Regions from separate parts of the Gossypium hirsutum genome. Here regions 1 and 2 are each linked to region 3. The links are chromatin contacts, called in public Hi-C maps. All regions are on one chromosome and are shown on one strand. The core of a region is the stretch at or near the end of the contact, and the rest is flanking DNA. Distances in the headings are between cores, read along the strand shown. Region 1 has its middle 86 kb from the start of LOC107952367. Region 2 holds the start of LOC107951918 (probable dolichyl pyrophosphate Glc1Man9GlcNAc2 alpha-1,3-glucosyltransferase). Region 3 holds the start of LOC107951802 (NADP-dependent malic enzyme).

What was found. Hi-C and Micro-C count contacts between places; a contact is called where the count stands out from the background.
Region 1: a Hi-C map of leaf shows a contact between it and region 3, with 2.1 times the contacts expected there. The contact joins the enhancer-like site here to the promoter of LOC107951802 in region 3. A contact is called at or near these places in 2 of 34 Hi-C or Micro-C datasets (both in leaf).
Region 2: a Hi-C map of leaf shows a contact between it and region 3, with 1.9 times the contacts expected there. The contact joins the promoter of LOC107951918 here to the promoter of LOC107951802 in region 3. A contact is called at or near these places in 4 of 34 Hi-C or Micro-C datasets (callus and leaf).

The regions. Positions count from the first base shown.
Region 1 is chrA02:83,335,106-83,338,030 of Gossypium_hirsutum_v2.1, reverse strand. No RefSeq gene overlaps it. Among protein-coding and RNA genes, the nearest start is that of LOC107952367, 86 kb to the right of the region's middle. Within about 2 kb of position 1,275, at least 1 of the 9 cell types and tissues checked has an H3K27ac peak or open chromatin away from gene starts, as enhancers often do. A contact at or near this core is called in leaf, where this site is marked.
Region 2 is chrA02:83,901,508-83,904,372 of Gossypium_hirsutum_v2.1, reverse strand. It overlaps LOC107951918 (probable dolichyl pyrophosphate Glc1Man9GlcNAc2 alpha-1,3-glucosyltransferase), which reads left to right and starts at 1,384. Exons shown (of 9, transcript XM_041085018.1): 1 at 1,384-1,530; 2 at 1,616-1,719; 3 at 1,821-1,883; 4 at 2,649-2,744.
Region 3 is chrA02:83,598,029-83,600,850 of Gossypium_hirsutum_v2.1, reverse strand. It overlaps LOC107951802 (NADP-dependent malic enzyme), which reads left to right and starts at 1,438. Exons shown (of 20, transcript XM_016886948.2): 1 at 1,438-1,773; 2 at 1,980-2,260. The coding sequence starts at 1,744.

The DNA of each region.
Region 1 (2,925 bases), core at 26-2,525, 260 kb after region 3:
CTCACAAACTAGTTATGAAAACAAAATTTAATAGGATACCAGACATATATATTTATTATTATATCAAATTCTCCAATATCAACACCAAACACAACTTAAAGAGAACAGTAAATGCAGGGCGTTGGTCTCTTCAACCACTAAAATTTTATCCATCGCAAACTCTTCATATTTATTTTACTATAAATATTTAGATTCCTAATTATCTCTCTAAATTAGATTGTCTTCAAAACTTAAACTTACACTTCCTTTAAAAATATAATATAATATATTTTACTAGTAGAAAAATATTTTAAAAACTTTTTAAGTAATGATTTAGCAGAGGGGAAATTGAGGGCCCCCATATCATATGCATCATTGCATGTGCTTTTAGCTGGAAAATTATTTTCCAGTGCCGTGACCTAAGATTTTGGGTATGGACTTTTTGTTTATTTATGGAATTATGAAACCGAACCCCAGGATTAGTTGAACAAAGATAATAAATTTGGGTAAGGTGGTCGGCGTAGTAAGTAAAAGATGAAATATATATATATAAAATCATGAATTATCCAGACTGGATTTGGGTTGTTAAAGAAAATGGTGAGCAGGATTAATTCATATCCAAATTTAAGACAATAACAGTATGATATCTGCTCCAGAACCCCCTCCCCTCCCCCCCCCCCAAAAAAAAAAAAAACCTTGGATCCTGTCTTAACCCTTTCCTTTTCTTTATTGCATGAGAAGCCGAGTACAGAATAGTGACCCTTACAGCTTTACATTTGAAATTATATGAGTAAGATACCATATGATTAATTTAGGGTTCACACATAAGAGATGTCAAAAAGTGCAATCAATATTTTAAAATGAATGTTACATTGGATTCGAGCGTATTATTTTAATTAGTAAGTTTATTAAAGTATTTCTAAAATCAAGCTCACATAATCATCTAAATAAAATATATATATATATACATATATATAAAAAGATGTTAGAGATGATAAAATTTGAATCATTTGATAAATTTCAAATCAATCTGTATCAAATAGAATAATTTTTTTAATTAAATTAAAATAGAACGAGACAAAATAAAAATTAATCGCATCAAACATCTATTTAGGTAATTATTATTTTTAATATTTTACATTCATAACAAAACAAAGTGAATGATGGAACAAAATATACCAACTTTAAGCAATAATAAATCTAACAATATCTATTTTTACTCTGATTAATTGCCATCGTACCGAGCAAACTTAAATAAATAAGTCCATTTTTTGTTTGGAGGGCGGGCTCCAACGAAATAGATTTATATTGGGCCCGAAAATAGGGGCCTTTTTTAGTCCATAGGGTTTTGATTGAAGCAGGCCTTGTCATCTTCTAAAACCAAGCACACGTTACAAATTCATAAATAAAGTTTTAGACTCTACAAAATAAAGTTAAGAGGTTGATAAACATCTTATAAAAATATAATAAAATATTAAAAATTATATATATATATATTTAAAAAAGACATGTAATAATTTTTTAAACCTATTTTTATAATAAACATTTTTTTACTAACAATATATCAAATATTAACCTTAAAAATTATATATATAATATCCAAACTACAATATAAAAACTAAATCTGCAATACAAATACTAATACCATTTTAAACCTATAAGACGCCAAAAACATATAAAAAGATAGCAAGAGAAGTGAAAACAAAACACCTCTAAATTTTGCATCTACATCCCAACCTTTGACTCAGTATATTCAGAGGTAAGCAATTATCACCACATATGCAATATCAAGGCATAGTGGTAAGATAATAAAAATGTAATCTTTAAAATGTTTATACTAAGCATGATTTATATAAAATCTAGTTAATAGAATAATGTTTATTATTTACGTCAAGACTAAAAATTTAAAACTCAAAAAGTATAAAGACTTAGAATGAGTTAATTAAAAAATATTGACTATATAACAACCCGATACAGTGGTGTTAAAAAGTATGATTTTAGGTTTCATTTTAATAAACCGAGTCTATAGATAATTAATAAAAATATTTACGGAGTTATGCTATAAATGAATTGAATCGAGGATAAGTAATTTAGTTTATATGAATATTTAATCTAGTCCAAAGATTAAATTGTAAATTTATATCACTATAAATTTTAATTTGAAAATAATTAAAGGGATTAAAATTGCTAATAGCCCAAAAATTTTAGATGGGAATAAAAATTCCAAATTTGGGGCTAAAAAAATGTTGATATTATATGTTATAATTTATTATTTATTATAAAATAAAGTTAAATTAGTTTAAGTGGAAGGAGAGAGAAGATGTCTTCTCCATTCTTCCACGCAAGAAGAAAAAAAAGAAGAAAATAAACAAAAATAGATTTGGTTAGGTTTCAAACTTTAATCCACAAATTGGTAAGTGTAATTTATTATTGTTATTATAAATTTAATGTTTTTGAGATCGGAGAATCATAATTTAACTAATTTATGTATCAATTTATAAAATCGTTAAAGTTTTAGAAAGTTACCATTAATGGTTTTTCTATTTTTTTATGTTAAATTGATAGATTTTTAGTGTATACATGAAAAATGACTAGATTTTTGAAGTTAGATGTTAGATTTTTCACTTGAGAAAATAAAGTGGATATCAAGTAGAGTAGTTATCAGTTTTTTTTTAGAAATCGATAATAGATAGTCTAAAATAGAAGGAAATGAAGTCAGATTATAAATCGACGCCTAAAATAGAGAGTTATGCTTGTTTCGATTTTAAGAATTTAAATTGAATGAAATGTAAAGTTTGTTTAAGATAATAATTGACTGTGAATTCGGTGAATTATTGATGGTGTTATTTGTTTATGTTAATTCATAGCTATTGACAATCCGGTTTCTTTAAAAGCGAAGGAAAAAGCTAAAGTCACCGTCGAGTAGTTTGAAATTCCCTATAAGTA
Region 2 (2,865 bases), core at 135-2,634, 300 kb before region 3:
TGGTACATGACTGTCCTGTTACAAGAGAGGTCTGGATAAGTTTAAATCTCGAATGGATATTAACAAGAATCAACATGAACTATTGGGAATGGCTTACCTAGGTATTCAAAAACTATACTGGGTCGCAGTGTCGCTTATTTTGCTACTCATTGTGGGCGATTTGAACTGATAGAAATAAGGGGTTATTTAAGGGGAAGAGAAGTATGGGCTGTGATACTGATGCATGGGTTTCAAGATATGCAAGGAAATTGACGAGTGTGAGAATAGTAAACTGACTAAAGAAATCGTACCTGTTGAATAGTGTCCCCCGAATGGGTCCGACATTAAAGTAAATTTTGATGCAGCCTTTGATGAGGCACACTATGGCAATCGTGTGAATATTCCTAAGTATCTGATGTAATTCTAGATGGTTCAACGGGTAAGTAAAGGTAGTTGGCAAGGCATGTGTTTAAATGGATGATTGCTCATAAACTTATGAAAGGTAAATTTGGATGAATGCAAATGAATTGAAGGAAACTATATGATTATGTGATGAATGTTATGTTCATGAAGATTCATTTGTGAAATGGTTGATTTTATATATGCATTATACATGAGCCTACTAATTTGTGAGTTTGGTGATGCTTATAGGATTGTATTAAGCTTATGAGTATGGTAAAGATGTTATGCGTATTTTATAAATTGAGCTTAAGAATGGTAAGTTATGTTTGAGTTTATATGAGCTTACTAAGCACTAGTTGCTTACGTAGTTATTTTCCTTTGTTTCGTATATTATAAGAAGCTCAATCAGTTGGAAGTTTATCGAAGATCTATTACACTATCCAGCAACCACTTCAGTAGTTTTTGAGTTGTTTTGGCCAAGGTTATAAATGGCATGTACAAGACCTTTTTATAATGAATGTCTTTGAATATGTTAGTGAACAATTTGGTATAAATATGTATTTGGAGTATGTATTTTGTACGTTAGACTTATAATGCTTAGGCAAGTTTAAGTCTTTTGGTCACTTTTAAGTCCTTGTAATATATGGTCCTTTTGGTATGTTTATAGTGAAATGTGAATGGTTAAATTGGTGTCTTTATGTAGTTATATAGAACAGGTTTTGTGTTTGAAATGTGGCATTATAGCCTTGTTTTGATTGAAGTTGTTTTGGTATAAATGTCGTGCATTTGAATAGCATATTGGTTAGGTGGAATAGGTTGATTGAATTGGTATGTTTATATGTGTTTGAAAGATGTTTAGGTCTTTTGAATGTACGCACAAATGGAGTGGTTGATTGAGTATGTTTCGGTCTTGAAATGGCTTGATTATAGGGTCAAATTATAGAGCACGTGGCTTGGGACACCTTGTGTATCAAGTCAATGAATTATACAATCTAGCACATAGTCTATAATACGGTCGTGTGAACTAACTGAGTGAATCAGCGTTGAAGCGAAACCAAAGCTATTCTTTCTCTAATCTGAATCTCTTCAATCAGCAACTGAACAAGAAAACTTACAATTAACTAGTGCTGCTACTAGTCTACTACCTAGGTACTTAATTTGTTCGTTAATAATATGAATTAATCTATCAAACCCTAGAAATTCTAACTCCTCACCGTCTTTGTTAATCGTTTAGAACAGCATTATAGGCAGCTCATAGTCAGCCACGATGCCGTAGTGCTAGGAACTGCTCTCAACGAACGCATCCTCAGCTCTCTTCTTTCTGTTCATCGACTCAAGGTCTTCTTTTTTTCTTTTTCTTCCCATTTACCTGCTGCTATAATATATTTCCTATATTCTTTTCTTTGTTTTTCTTTTAAGTAATTGATTTCTGATCCTAGGTCTTGATGGGTACATCTTAGATTTGTGTACGGATCTGCTGGATATCGTTGCCATTGATTAAGGCAAACACCACGTCTATGCCTATCTTTCTTTTTCTCTCCGCCCCCCCCCCTTCTTCTGCACCATTCCTTATCGAGGTGCCTCTGATTAAGGCATGGATCTGTTACATTTTAACGAGGTTGCTGCAAATAGGATCTGTTTCCCCTAAAATTTTCAATCCTCCTGTAAACAGTAACTGCAACGATGCAATTATACTGAAATAAATCAGTTTAATCTAATCAAGGGATGCCAACTACTGACATCCACCTTTCAAATGTGAAAAATTCTCGTGATCCTGTTTGTATAGTTGATCATAGAAACTCGAATTTTGACTATTCTTTTTTTGAGTAAAATCTCTTTATCGTCTAACCACCCCCAATTGCTTGCACTATGTAACTCTTGAAAATGTTTGTGCTAAGGTAAAGTGAGTCTTCTAGATAAGCTTGGTTTTCCTAAATGCTTTACTTGAGAAAGGAAATGCAACTTGTTTATTCTATAACGTTGATTTCAAAGTAGAAAGTGTCTTTTGTTTCGCTCTTTTTGGAAAATTACAAAATGGTGCTAGATATTTATTATATTACTTTTGTTGTTTGTTCATTTCATTTGGTGTTGTTCATCATGCATTTAGTTTCTGCATATGCATAGGAACGAGTAATATGGAGGAGAGCCTACATCACTCAACCTGATTCAGGTTCCATTTTCTGCATGGTTCAAAGGCCCAGCTAATCTATTGATTTGTTTTCCTTTTTCTATTTATTGATTAATGCCTTTAAATTATTTGTTGGCAGCTCTGGAAGGCAAAGTTGGTGTAACATCTGAAGGTGAAACTGCCAGGTGTAAGAAAGTTGTTTGGGACCCTTCCCACTTGTGAAAGAAGGAATACTGTACTACTTTTTCTTTACCTTAGCATTTTCTCAATTGGAAGCAATATAACTCATGATCTTATGGAGTTTTTCTCCTTCTTTCATTTTAAAGAATGCTGAAGAAACAACTCTTTCTCAACAG
Region 3 (2,822 bases), core at 189-2,688:
TAAAACAATTACCTTAAATGAATATAATTTTATTTTTTTAAAAAATTATCTTCTTTTTGGTGTATGCCTCAATCATTTGTCTGTAGACAACGAGGGTTTCAGACTTCCCAATCCTCAAACAAGTACACCATCTGAAAAGAAAGCAAACTTGCTAGATAACATTTTCATAAAATATAATTCTTAATCGAATTTTTAAAAATTTCAATTACTTATTTACAAGTGAGAAAACATATTATTGGTGACACAATAATGCTAGAAATAACATCTTTTACAATGCTCAGGACTATGGCAATATCAGACACCTGCCTATATCTTATGTATTGTGCTTTGTCGCCTGACAAAGCTTGAGGTACAACGTTGCTAATATTGTTGAACCCCAACTATACGAATGAGCAGTTTGGAAATTAGCCAATAGAGGCAAGTACATTAGGTGGACTTTATTATTATTTGTGTTTGGCATGAGTGCCCCCTATCAACTCTATCATATATGCTCGAGCAACGCACATCTTCTCCCACTCAGAGGCACTACTCGATAAGGTTTTGATATTTTGTTTTAACCAGGAAAATCTCAAACTGGTAAACTTAGCACCACCATCACCCGTCGATCGTCCAAACAATTGATAGCAATGCGACGCAGGTTCGATCACTTTACTTGAACCTGTGACTGCAACTACCGTCCAATGGAAGCTCGAGTTGCAATGCAACATCTTCTAAGGTGATGGTGCACTCCTTACATGGCAAATGAAAATGTGTGGGTCTTCGGACGTCATCACTTAAATAAAGCGAATATTAAGTCAACCCTCAACTCAAACATTCTAATCAATGTCATTATTCCAAATCCCGATGCATCTTTTCCTTTTTTTTATCAACTTTTCTTCACTGATTTTTTTAAAAAAAATTCAAAACAATGTCACCTGTGTGTCAGACAAAATCAATAAAAAATATTTTCTTTTTCATATTTTTTATCTACTATATATACCTATGAAAATACATTATTTTAAAAATACATACTAATTCCGTCACTACGTCAGGCAACAAAAAAATATTACTTTTTAAAAACGAATGATTACAACATGATTGAGCATAAAGTAAGGGTAATTTTGCTTGTTTGTCCGACAACACCAAAATACAAGATAACAAACACCTTATTTTTATAATTAATTTGTTTCCCACTATATTTTTGTATTTAATTAAATTTTTAGTATTATTTAAAAGAAAAAAACCCAGCAAACCAAATATGGAATTTCCCACCAACCACGACAGACACAACCGCAAAAACCAAACTCAGATCATACACACAAACCCTTTCCTTTTATTCCAACTTAAAAAGCTTAGCAAGTGGGGTCCACAATTTATTAGGTTCATTCCACTTGTGAGGCAAGATGATGGTGGTACTTTCGTAATAAATGGGCAAAATGAGCTACCCACATGTCATCTGCAGACTAACGGAGGTAGAGAGGGAAAAACAAAAGTGGACACGTTTTCCTGGCATTTCTTCCTTTTCTCGCTGTTCCCTTCCATCTCTTTTTATCTCTCCCTTTTCACATATTAATATATAAACAATACAACAAAAGCTATATATTTATATTATTATATACTAAATATACACACATATCCAGCAGGGTCTCCTTTCTTTCTTTGCTCATTCAAGGACCGAGAGAGAGAGAGAGAGAGAGAGAGAGAGAGATCCAAAGGCTGCTCAAGCAAAGCTCAAGCCTTGGTCTTTCCGCATTTTCTGTCACCATGATCTCCTTGCATAGAAGCTGTTTTCTGGTAATTTCAAATCAACCCATTGTTACTCTCACTATTTCTTGACTACCCATTTCCTAGAATTTAATTCTAAATCGAAACTAAGAGATTTCCCTTCTTTCTCCCCTTTTTTTCTTTTTGGTATTTCAAGGTCCTTTTTATACCATTAAAGATCTCAAAGGTCTGCTTTTTTTTTCATTTTAATATTGTTACTGTCTGTTTTGAAACAGAACAACAGCGGCATTTCTGGGTCCTCAAGCCTTTTCTCTTACAAGTTGAATAAGCTGCCGCCAGCTTCGGTCAAAGCGACGGCTTTAGGTCCCAACAGCGATACAAACGCTAGCGTTCTAATTGAGAACAAGGCATTCAAAGAAATAACACAAGATGGCACTTCTGCTGCTGCTAACGTGGACATCAATCTCACCGTTGCCGGCGGTGATCGTGAAGTCTACTATGACGACGCCGCCACAGAGGATCAGCTTGTCACCCCTTGGTCTGTCTCTGTTGCTAGGTAAGATTCTATTATTTTTCCTTTCATAATAGCTATTTTCATTTTCTTCCTTATGAGCTTAATAGGTTTGCTTGCTATGTCATGATGGTTTGACATTTTTATACTTGTTTGTGAGATCTAATATCGTTGTTTTTGTGTGGTTTGTTGGACCCACTAAACTAAGCCCCTTTTTTAGTGCTGGATCTTATTTTATTGTATGGTTTATATTATAATAGTTTGTGTTTATTTATGATTTTCTTTTTGGTGCTTATGTGGTGGAATCTATGACTGTGTTTTATCTTCAATGCTAGATCTTTGCTTTGTTGCTGAAATTTTGTAATTGAGGAATTAGAAAGAAAAGAAACGAAACTTTTTAGTGCAAATTCAGAGATCTTCCTTGTCTGAGTAAAATAAATATATAGTTTTAGTGATCAATTCTTTGGGAGCTTTTATATTGTTTTCTTCTTCTTCTGTCACCACCTTTGTCTTTGTATTAGTTGTTTGGGATGAATGGAGTTTCTCTAATGCTAGAACATATGACATGTTTAATCATTAGTGCCCTAGTCTAACTCTTCATCATCTG